Linked DNA regions of Sus scrofa: region 1 is linked to region 2. The links are chromatin contacts, called in public HiChIP or PLAC-seq maps. All regions are on one chromosome and are shown on one strand. Each heading gives the region's core, a stretch centred on a gene start, on an enhancer-like site or on the middle of the called end of the contact. The rest is flanking DNA. Distances are from core to core; before and after follow the strand shown. Region 1 holds the start of LYL1 (protein lyl-1). Region 2 has its middle 16 kb from the start of IER2.

Region 1 (5,490 bases), core at 2,301-4,800, 55 kb after region 2:
GTGCACAGGGACTTAAAACAGCTTTTAGAAGACGTAAGCCCTGGCCAGGGGGTTGTCTTACTGTTACGAGGCACATTATGCAGGCAGTGTTGTCACCAGGAGATGTGCAGCCATGCCAAATCCCTAAAATAAGGCTCACACCTGCCCCCAGGTCAGTACTGACTCGGGGGTCCAGGCTCTCCCTCACAATCTCCCCCCCAACCCCACCCCCGGTCCCCAGGTCAGCCCTCCTCCATGCTGGCTTCCGGGTCTCACTCTCCCATGCCTGTAAGAACGCAGTGAAGACGGACGCCCCCTCCTCGGCCCTCTGGGACATCATGCGCTGCTGGGTGAGGCCAGGCCTGGCCAGATGGGATGGGGAAGGCAGGGGATAGTTAGTGGCAGCATCCTGTGACCTCTGACCTTTGCCTCCCAGGAGAAGCAGTGTCCAGTGAAACGGGAGCGCCTGTCAGAGACCAGTCCAGCGTTCCGCATTCTCAGCGTGGAGCCCAGGTACAGACATAGGCAGGGATACAGCTGCCCTCCGGCACGGGAAGCAGACAACACAGACACATCCACTCGCAGACACATGCTTATTGTTCAAATGAGATCCACAATTCAATTGCTTCTCTCCCTCTGCTTCTGCCCTTACCCTATTCTGGCCCCATTACTATACCCTGGGGGCCAGTAGTCTCCTTTGCCCTGAGCCCCCAGCTCCTGCCCCCCTAGTCTCTTCTCTGTGGCAGCCAGGGGGCACCTGTGAGCACAAGTCAGACCCCCTCCCTTCTTTGCTCAGAGCTCTCAGTGGCTCCCACTGACTCAGTAGAAACCTGGTTCTGTCTGCCTGCCCTCCCTCATCTCCCCATCACCTACCTGCCCTCATGTGTCCCCTCCCCCCCATTCTGCACTGGCCTCACCCAAACTCACCAGGCACAGTCCCCCTCAGGGCCTTGGCATGACCTTTCCTTCTGCTTATAGCGCTGTCTGCAGGTCCCCTCATGGCTTTTCTCTCAGCATCTTCAGGTGGTTCTGCTGCCCTGCCCTGCACTGCACTCCTTCCCAGACTCCCCAGTCCCTCCACCCTGCTCTCTTTTCCCCCAAACTCTCATCACATGCCCTAATACAATATAATTTGCTGATTTTTTTTTTTTTTTTCTTTTTTGGCTGCCCCACGGCATATGGAGTTGCCAGGTCAGAGATGAGATCCAAGCCACAATTGCAACTTACGCCACAGCTGCCACAGTGCTGGATCCTTAACCCACTATGCCAGGTCAGGGATCGAACCCGCATCCCAGAGACACCGCCAATCCCGGGGCACCACAGTGGGAACTCCAATTTGCTGATTTCTGATTTGCCCCATTGCTTGTCTGTCTCATGTGGTAGAAAATCAGCTCTGCCAGCAGCAGGCTTTAGGCACACTGTAGGCAATCAACAAATGTGTATTAAATGAATGATAGAATCCTGACATCTGCACACACAGCTTTCCCAGGGTACACGGAGCTGCACAGAGGTGGGTAGGCCGTGGGGCAGTTGCCCTTCAGACCCCACCCCCATTTCCCCAGGCTGCAGGCCAATTTCACCATCCGGGATGATGCCAACCCCAGCTCCCGCCAGCGAGGACTCAAGCGCTTCCAGGCCAACCCCGAAGCCAACTGGGGTCCCCGGCCCCGTGCCCGGCCAGGGTGAGCAAGAGTGGGGTGGAGGTGGGGCTTGGCTTGGGGCAGGGGGCGGGGGAGTCAGGGCAAAGGCCAGGGGAAGTCCCAGTTACTCACATCCCTACACAGAGGCAAGGCAGCAGGCGAAGAAGCTATGGAAGAGAGACGCAGGCTGCTCCAGAATAAGCGGAAAGAGCCACCTGAGGACCCAGCCCAGCGGGCTGCTCGGCTCAAGACATTTCCCTGCAAGAGGTTCAAGGAGGTGAGGTGCCCCCTAACCCACACCGAAGCACACATGGGTTCCCTTCCCAGCAACAGGGCAGGGCCAGGCAGAGCTGGGAGAACCAGGGCCAGGTGAGTGTGTGGGAGTGAGCTCTCCATCTAGGACAAGAACCCAGCAGAGGTTGCCAAGTTCCAGGCCTGGGTTCATTCACACCCACCATACCTCTCACCAGGGCACCTGTCAACGGGGGGACCAGTGCTGCTACTCGCATAGCTCCCAGACACCCAAGGCCACTGCTGAAGCTACCCCCACTGACTGTCCAGAGGCCCCCAGTCAAAACCCCCTTGGGCCTGGGGCTGCTTCTGGTCTAGGCATAGATTGAGCGAATAAAGTTTTCACCTTCCCCTGACTGTCATTTGTCTGTCTATCTGCCTGAGGGGCTCTGCTCATCTCTCTAGCTGCCTGTCTGGGGTCTGTCCATCTGTTTTAACTCCATGGGGAGCTCTGTGCCTCTGGGGTTGGTTTGTCCCGGCCTGAATGAGGTCCTGTCAGTGTGTCAGTGTTTCTTTTTTTTTTTTTTTTGCTGCACCCTCAGCTTGTGGAAGTTCTTGGGCGAGGGATTGAACCCATGCTGCAGTTGCAACCCTCACCACATATGTGGCAAAGCTGGATCCTTAAGCCATTGCACCACAAGGGAACTTCCCTGTCAGTGTTTCTGAATGGAGTATTCTGTGTGCTGGGGAGGCGGGAGCTGATCATCTGCCTGCAAGGTGCTCAGCCACCCATTTGCCGGCACCTGCGGTTCCTGAGGTGGCCACGGGGCGGCAGCCGTGCTTTCACGCCCGCGAGGGCCTTTACCCCCTTCCTCTTCCTCCCATCCTCCCAGCATCCCTCAGTGCTCCCAGAACGCGGGCACGCGCACAGGCGGGTGCTCTAGCCACCGCGCCCCCATATGGACTTCTCGCTCCCGGCTCCCCGCTGGGGCCTTGGCGGAAGCCAGACCGGAACCAGGCGCCTTGCGCATCCGCTCCAGACCAGGTGCTTCCTGCCCTGCGGCCCCTCAGGCTGCACACTGAGGCACCCGGCAGCTTGCTGCAACCCCTCCCCCCCGGGGGGGGGCAGGGGGCTGGTGTGTTAACAGAGAGGCCTGGGGCCCAATCGCCATCCTGCCACGTGGTAGCTGTGGGACCTGCAAGCACCCTTCACCTTGCTTCATCCCCATCTGTAAAATGAACCTAATTCCAGAACCCATCCTATTAGCTTGGATACCACTGTTAACAGATGCTTAGGACTGTACTCTTGCTTCTCTGGGACAGTAGGATTGTGGCTTGTGGGGTCCTGAGCCTCACCTGATTCCTAAGAGGGTGGTGATGGTGGCAGCTGAGGGCCTACCTGCGGCTCCTGCAGTCACCCAGATACACACTGGGCAGAGCTTGACCGACCCAGGTGGGAGGGTGCTGGGGATAAACAACAGTGTTGTCCACTGATTACTTAGTTGTATCTGGTGGCCCTCTCTTCGTGAGGTCCGGCAGGATTTTGAGTTTTACCGCCATTCCAAGATTATTTACTCCACATCTCTTTGTCGCTGCCCACCCTGAAGTGGTCAGCACCGTGGGATGAGGGCCAGGGATCTCCAAGCTGGGACTATGTGATCCTGTGATATAGAGGCCCAGGACTGTGGGAACCTGTTGGGGGCACCTGTTAGAGAAAGTTCTGCCAGCTCTGGCACCATAGGAAATCTCCCCCAGCTGTGGCACTTCCTCTCACCCTCCTAGGCCTGGCAAGGTGGTGAGGATGGTGCACTGGGGGCCCAAGACACCTGCCTAGGGTGGACACCCAAGGCCAGACTGGCAGAACTGCCCTCCAGTCAGTGCCCCACACCGGGGTGGGGTTGGCAGAAAGGCGCGGGAAGCACTTTGTAGAAAGAGGAACCAGGCAGGGTGAGGAGAAGGGGGCCCCAGGTCACGAGGCCCCAGCGGGGCCGGAAAGGGCTCTCCACCCTCATGAGTACAGACACAGCAAGGGGTATTCAAAGCTGGAGGACAAACCCGAGTGACATAGGGGCCACTGCAGCCCTACCTTGGTTCTCTTCTGTGTGCATCTGGGCACCTCGGGCCCAGGGGTGTGCACTAGGGCCAGGATCCTCTAGTGCCTGGGGGACGGAAGGTAAGGCCCTGAGGGGTGACAGACCGTCCAGCATGTGCCAGCGGGGGGCGGGGCCATGAGGCCCGCGCGCGCTCGGAGATCCCCGCCTGCCCGCCTGCCGGTTTCCTCCGGGGTCAGCCCGGCTCCTTATCAGGCGCGGCCAGGCCCTTATCTGCACTAGCCCAGCATCCTCTGGCCACTGCGCCAGGGGTGAGAGGGAGGAAACCAGGCCGCCAGGGGCGGGGAGAGGGCGGGCGGCCCAGAGCTGCACACTTTCCCTGGAGGGACCTACGCTGTTGCCGCCGCGGTGGCCCTTGGGAGCCGAAGAAGAGAGGCGGCCCCATGCCACGGCCCAGACAAGGCGGCCAGCTGCCAGCGGTAAGGAGCGCAGAGGCCGGAGCGGGGTGGCAGCGCCTGCCTGAAGCCGTAACCGCATCCTGGCCCTGAAGGACCGAATCAGGGCCCATCAGCAGGCAGCCGGACCAGTGCTGGGGTAAGAGTGGTGTGGGCCTGAAGCGGGATCTTGGACCCACCTGCATTCATTCATTCGTTCCTTCCTTCATTCATCTGGGGGGCCCACTAAGTAAGAGGTCAGGCCAGCTTCCCCACTGCCTAGCTAGGGAAGACAGGGCAGATGGGTCAGGAATCCCAGACATTGCTGGGACGCTGGGCCATGGGGCCAAGAGGGACCAGGGCTGTGTGAGTAGGGTGCACAGGGGTGAATGCTAATGGGGTAGGGAGGGTGGGAGGACACCAAAGCCAGAGGGAGGACTGGAACCTGACTTTGTACTGGGCAGTAGGGCTAGCATTTGGAGTCATAGTGTCAGAGGTGGGGTTGCAAGGTTAGTAAGGGGGATGTTTTTAGGGGGAGTGGTCATTGGAGTGATTACGGAGGACTTTCAGAGTCTGACATGGAGACAATGGGAAGAGCCTCAGAGTTATAGCTGAAGGCCACATGGTCAGCCTGGGGACAGTGGTCAGTGATGGAGCAGTCAAAACGGTGGAGGGACTCCAAGGTCACATGGTATCAATGAAGAATCTCGGGATCAGATCTGAGGGTCACAGGGAGCCTTCTGGGGTCACAGGGTCCATCAAGGATTTCCTTCCTTGTCCCTCCCTCCAGGCTCCAGGTGAGAGAGGATTCTGGAAAAAGGGAATTTGCTCAGGGGCTCCACAGCTGAAGCCTCACCGACAGCTCAGAAGCACTACTGCTGAGCTCAGCGCTGCCCGGCACCTCCTGCCCTTGTGTTGGACCCCCTCTCATGTCCTGGTAGTTTCTGGACCCATCCCCCATCAGCCTTTGCCTATTGAACTGCCATCCTCCCCCCCTCCCCCACGCCACGTTGCTCTCCCATTTGAGGACCCTCAAATGGACTAAGGGTGGGGGGTAGCTTCTGATTCTCCCCTCCCCACTCTACTGGCTTCCTTCCTCGCACAGGTGAGCTCCTCCTTGGGGTCCATGTGCCCACCCGAGGCCCAGGCAGAGGT
Region 2 (5,762 bases), core at 406-2,905:
CCATATGACTTGTACACTTCATGGAATATTCTTCCTTTGTTTTCAGCTGCTTAAAAATGTAAAAACCAGGAGTTCCCACTGTGGCACAGTGGGTTAGGGATCTGATTGCAGCAGCTCAGTTCACTGGGAAGGCACATTCCCAGGAATCTCTAGCCTGGGAATTTCCATATGCCTCAAGTATGGCCATTTAAAAATAGAGGGGGGTGGGGAGTTCCCCCTGTGGCTCAGCAGAAATGAATCTGACTAGTATCCACGAGGACTCAGGTTCAATCCCCTGCCTTGATCAGTGGGTTAAGGATCCAGCATTGCTGTGAGCTGTGGTGTATGTTGCAGACACGGCTTGGATCTGGTGTTGCTGCGGCTGTGGCATAGGCTGGCGGCTACAGCTCTGCTTCAACCCCTAGCCTAGGAACATCCATATGCTGCAGGTGTGGCCCTAAAAAAAAAAAGAAGCGAAAATATAAAAACCAGAGTTTTCTGGTGGCTCAGCAGTTTAAGGATCAAGCATTGTCACTGTTGTGGAACGGGTTTGATCCCTGGCCCAGGAACTTTCAAATGCCACAGAAGTGGGGGGAGAAAAAAAGAAAAGTAAAACCATTCTGAACCCGAGGGCCTGCAGGGAAGATGAGTGAACGTGGCCCCCGGGGCTGGGCTGTGGTTTGGAGACGCTGCACTTGCACATCCTGCCAGGCAAAGGCTAGGCCATGCGCAAAGCTGCACAGATGAACGCATGCATGCTTGAATGTGGAAACAGCACACCCACTGTGCAGCCAGCCAGGCCAGCAGGCAAACCCTGGTGCCTTTAATTCTTCGCTGAGCAGCCTCGGGAAAGCCACTTAACCTCTCTGAACCTCTGGCTTTTCCGCTGCAGATGATCCCGTCCGGTACTGTGCAGACATGCCTCCATTTCTAGAGCCTCCCCTGGTCATTCTCACCCTGCCTCCAGCTCCCTGCATTCCCCTGGGAAACCAGAGAACTCTGTCTTTTGTTTTTTTTAGGGCCGCAGCCGCAGCATATGGAAGTACCCAGGCTAGGGGTTGAATCACAGCTGTAGCTGCCAGCCTGTGCCACAGCCACAGCAACTTGGGATCTGAGCCGCATCTTCGACCTATTCCAGAGCTCATGGCAACGCCGGATCCTTCACCCACTGAGTGAGTCCAGGGATCAAACCCACATCCTCATGGATACTAGCTGGATTCGTTTCCGCTGCACCACAATGGGAATTCCCGGGAACTCTTTGAGAGATGGTAGGCACTGCCCCACAATGGCTCACTCCTCGCCACCACCACCGCCACCCACCCCCCTACCCCCACCCACCAGGCCAGCACCCAGGACTGCTGCCCACCACACACACACCCTCTCATCCTGGCCTAAATATATTCCAGCCTCAGAGACATTCCATGCCCCACACTCATCCCTGCCTTCCTGCCCCAGCCTGGTGCCAAGGGAAGGAATCCCATTGACAGGGGTGGAAGGTGGGGAGAGCAAAATGTAGCCTTGAGGGTCCTGGTCCTAATGGGGGCGCTAGGAAAGGTGCAGATGAGGGGGACTCCCCACACACACTGCACCCTGTTTCTCTCCTGGACTCAGCAACTCTGTGAGTCACCATTCTGGCAGTTGCTGGCCTGCAGCCAGGGCTGGGTGGGGAGTGAGGGCGGCAGGCAGGCGGGCGGGGAGACCTACTTTAGCCTCTGGTTTCTCCTCCACACCCACAGGGCCCTGGGGTCTCAGAGCACACACCCGGGCACCCGCCCAGTAAATCCGGAGGCTAGGTCGGGGCTCCTCCGGCCCTCTGGCTCCTGGGCCGCCTCTGCTGCCATCGCCCACCCGTGGGAACCAGGAAGGAAGAAAAGAGCTGCCTGTCTCCACCCACCAGGCACTGGGGAACCTGAACCCCTCCCGCCAGAAAAGGGGACATGGCCTAGAATGGCAGCCCCCCCACACCCCTCCCCAAGATGCTAGTCACCTGCCAAGAACCTCCATCCCCAGGACTCCACTTCTGTTTTTGGAAAAAAACACACACACACACAAAATTAACAATAACAACGACAACAAAAAAAATTAGGAAAAAAGATACACGCGTGCGCGCACACACACACACACACACACACACACACAGAGTGATACTTTCCAGGAGGCTACCTATGTGGAGAAGCAGGGCAGGGGGCATGTGGAGAGGAGGGCACCTATGTGGTGAGCCTGACCCCTACCCCACCTCAACATGTAGCCACATCTGGGGACATTTTTGGTTGCCATGACTGCAGGAGGAGGTGCTCTGGTACCTCGTGTAAGCAGATAGGGTAGGGGGTCCCTGAAGAAAGAGAACCAGACATGGCTTTCTTGACATAAGAGAAGCCTTTTTTGGTCGAAGCCATTTTCCAGTCTAAGCCTGGCTACAATGCCTGCCCTTGAACAGGTCTCAGTAATCAATGATCTTGAGGGAAGTGAGAGGAATGCCCTGGTGGCACAGTGGGTTAAGGATGTGGCTTTGTCACTGCTGCGGCTCTAGTTACTGTTGTGGAATGGGTGGATCCCTGGCCCTGGAACATTTGCATGCTGCAGCACAGCCAAAAAAAAAAAATTAATACATAGAAAAGGGAAGTGAAGGAACACAGGAATGAAGGAAAAGCAGTCAAGAAACAATAGTGCAGCGATGAAACAGGGGCCTGGAGTTCCCGTTGTAGCTCAGTAGGTTAAGAACCTGATTAGTACCCATGAGGATGTGGGTTCAATCTCTGGTCTGGCTCAGTGAGTTAAGGATCCGGTATTGCCACAAGCTGCAGCGTAGGGTGCAAATGCGGCTCAGATCCCAAGTTCCAGTGGCTGTGGCTGTGGCTGTGGCTGTGGTGGCTAGCAGTTGTGGCTCTGATTTGACCCCTAGCCAAAAAAAGGAAGAAGGAAACAAGGTCCTAATTCTTCCTCAGGAGTATACGTAACAATCTGACACATGTCTTTAAGTTCTGAAGGAAGTAAGGCCCCCACCCAGGAGGAGGACCGAATGGTGATGTTGACCCTGCCAACTTCAGTCAACTAAAGCTTGGCCTCTGTCAATCTTTGCCCAGGTTCTAGACTGCGTTCTCCTCTGCCCAATCCCCTTCATGAATATGCATGTACCCTCAGCTTAAAACTTCCCCAATTTTGCTGTTTGGAGAGACACTGATTTGGGAAAGATCCTTGGTGTTCTCTTTACTTGCTGCAAGTAATAGATCCTTTCTTCTCCCGGATCTTTGGTTTGGTAGCATCTTTTGGCTCAACTCCCACCAAGAGGTGAACACAGATTTCAGGTAACACTAGTGGACGGAGGTCAGGACTGCAGCTCAACATCCTCTGAAGCACCAGGGAGCCCCACCCCAATCTCTACCTCCAGAGAATGATCCAGCCCCAAATGTCAAGAGTCAAGAAAACTCTGGCATGCCTAGGTTCAAATCCAGGCTCTGGCACTTTTTCCACTGTAAAGACTATATATAGCTGACAACTTATCCAGTCTCTCAGGGCCTCAGCTTCTGCAATGCAAAATGAGGACAGCGCTGTAATAAATCTTTGTGGTGAGGACTCCTTGGGTAAACTAAGAAGCAATAGCTGCTATGATTATTGTCATTCCTTTTCTTTTCTTTTTTTTTTTTTAAGACCACACCCACAGCATATGGAAGTTCCCAGGGCCAGGGATTGAACCTTAGCCTCAGTTAATGCAAAACTGGATCTTTTAACCCACTGTGCCAGGCTGGGGATTGAACTCTCACCTCTGCAGTGACCAGAGCCACTTCAGTGGGATTCCTAACCCACTGCGCCACAGCGGGAACTCTGATGATTGTATTCTTAAGACCTTAGGCTTCAAGTCTTCCACGGACCCAGGTTCAAATCTGAAATTCAGACAAATGTTGTTCTTGCCTGTCTCAGAGTCACAGGGGAGACAGATGAGCCACTGGGGTACACAGCCTTGGTGCATGTGAGGGACACAAGGGTGCTGAGTAAACTCTTGCCAAGCTCAGAAGTGCCTGAGCCTGGAAGGGTCATTAGGGAACAGAAGACCATCTGGCTTCTGGGTACCACAGATGCCATGGCAACGGGACAGGATGGGCTCTGGTACAATAGGAGTTGGAGAGGAAGGTTTAGGGGAGGAAATCACGCCAGCCTTGAGAAGGGGGTGGAGACCGTGCATGAGACCTGGCCAACCTGGCGGTGGCTGGCAAAAAAAATGGTTCTGAGGATCTTTTCCCAGCTTTCTAGAACATACAGAGTCACTGCAAGGAGGGAAATTCACCAAGAACAGGAACAGTACACTAGGGGTGATCCAGGACAATCAGAGGGAACGAAGAGGCCATTCAAAGGATGGAGCAGAGAATTTCCCAGAGGTGTGTGTGTGTGTGTGTGTGTGTGTGTGTGTGTGTGTGTATGTGTCCCGCTGGGCCAAGACTCTGCTCAGGGTGTTGGGAGGGCCCAGCCTGCCAGCCCACCTGCCTGGTCTGGCCAGAAACGCAGGCCCAAGCTTGGGACATATGGCCCCGGGGGTGCATCCTCAGGAGCCTTGAGGGACAGGGCTGGCTTTAGTCACAGTGCAATCTCTGGAAGGTTGGGCAACACATATGCCCCCACCCTTCCCACAGATGTCCAGAGAGTCCTGAGAAAGAGAGACGAGCCTGGGGAGAAGGGAACGAGGCCAGGGGAGTCGGGAGGGCACCCAGGCTGCAGAGACAGACAAGTTAGTGCTCAGGGACCTCTCTGGTACATTCCCTCCTCAGTAGCCCCACCCCTGCATTAGCAGCCTGCAATGCAAAGCAAAGCAAGGAGCAGCCAATGCCCCCCTGGCTAAAAGAAAGGCTTTGGGGGTCCTGGGGCGAGCCCCTTTTCTCAGCCTCAGTTTCTTTTCCTTTTTTTCTTTCTTTTCTTTTTTTTTCTGCTTTTCAGGGCCACACCTGCAGCATATGGAAGTTGGAAGTTCCCAGGCTAGGGGTCAAATCAGAGCTGCAGCTGCCGGCCTACAGCAATGCCAGATCCGAGCCACGTCTGAGACCTACACCACAGCCCACCGTAACAAGGGACCCTTAATCCACTGAGCAAGGCCAGGGACTGAACCTGCATCCTCATGGGTACCAGTTGGGTTCTTAACCCACTGAGCCACAACAGGAACTCAGTTTCTCCCTCAGGACTGGCTTCTGGCCCACCCCTCTTGGAAGGGAATGCCTCATCTCAATCAACACTGAGAATACGTTTAAAATCCCAGTAGCTGTTTATAAGAAAGTGGGGCAGGGAGGGGGGATGGGAAGGCAGCAGGGGACTACCTGGAACCCGGAGCTGCAGACTTGAGCCGCCACTACGGGCACACCGCCCACCCACAGGGGAGGTGTTCCACCCCCACCCCAGCTGAGTCTGAGCCTCAGCCGGCAGGGCCACAGCAGTGAGTAATTGCAGCCTTCCTTAGCCCTTCTGGTGGCACGAAGCCAATACAAGGTTCATTCCGGAAGGGCGGGCCACAGCAGAAGCTGGGGGCGGGAGGAGGGCGCCAACCAGGTGGAGGCTGGTTGGTGTTGGGTTGGCCCTGGCCCAGGCCCCAGAGCCGCCCAGCCCCAAAAGCGGGGCTGAGGCCCAGGCCCTGTGGCTTCTACCACACCCCTAACAGGGCAGTCGGCCTCTGCTGGCCCTCCCAGCCCACCCTTGAGTCTAAAGGGTGAAGCAGTGAGCCATTTCCTGTCCCAGACACCAGCAAGGAGGCCTGGCAGCCGTCTTTCCAGTCTAGGAGTTTGGGACAGTTTGGATTTGCTCAG

What was found. HiChIP or PLAC-seq counts read pairs in DNA pulled down with a chosen protein or histone mark.
Region 1: an H3K27ac HiChIP or PLAC-seq map of skeletal muscle shows a contact between it and region 2. The contact joins the promoter of LYL1 here to the enhancer-like site in region 2. A contact is called at or near these places in 7 of 47 Hi-C or Micro-C datasets (alveolar macrophages, blood, embryonic fibroblasts and 3 more) and 2 of 2 datasets of contacts at active chromatin or transcription factors (alveolar macrophages and skeletal muscle).

Annotation. Positions count from the first base shown.
Region 1 is chr2:65,947,058-65,952,547 of Sscrofa11.1, forward strand. LYL1 (protein lyl-1) reads left to right here and starts at 3,551. Exons shown (of 6, transcript XM_005652880.3): 1 at 3,551-4,495; 2 at 5,126-5,132; 3 at 5,441-5,490. The coding sequence starts at 5,462. It overlaps TRMT1 (tRNA methyltransferase 1), which reads left to right. Exons shown (of 17, transcript NM_001243450.1): 13 at 221-329; 14 at 416-492; 15 at 1,542-1,661; 16 at 1,764-1,896; 17 at 2,090-2,266. The coding sequence ends at 2,239.
Region 2 is chr2:65,893,921-65,899,682 of Sscrofa11.1, forward strand. No RefSeq gene overlaps it. Among named protein-coding and RNA genes, the nearest start is that of IER2, 16 kb to the right of the region's middle. Within about 2 kb of position 1,656, at least 53 of the 83 cell types and tissues checked have an H3K27ac peak or open chromatin away from gene starts, as enhancers often do. A contact at or near this core is called in alveolar macrophages, embryonic fibroblasts, liver and 1 more, where this site is marked.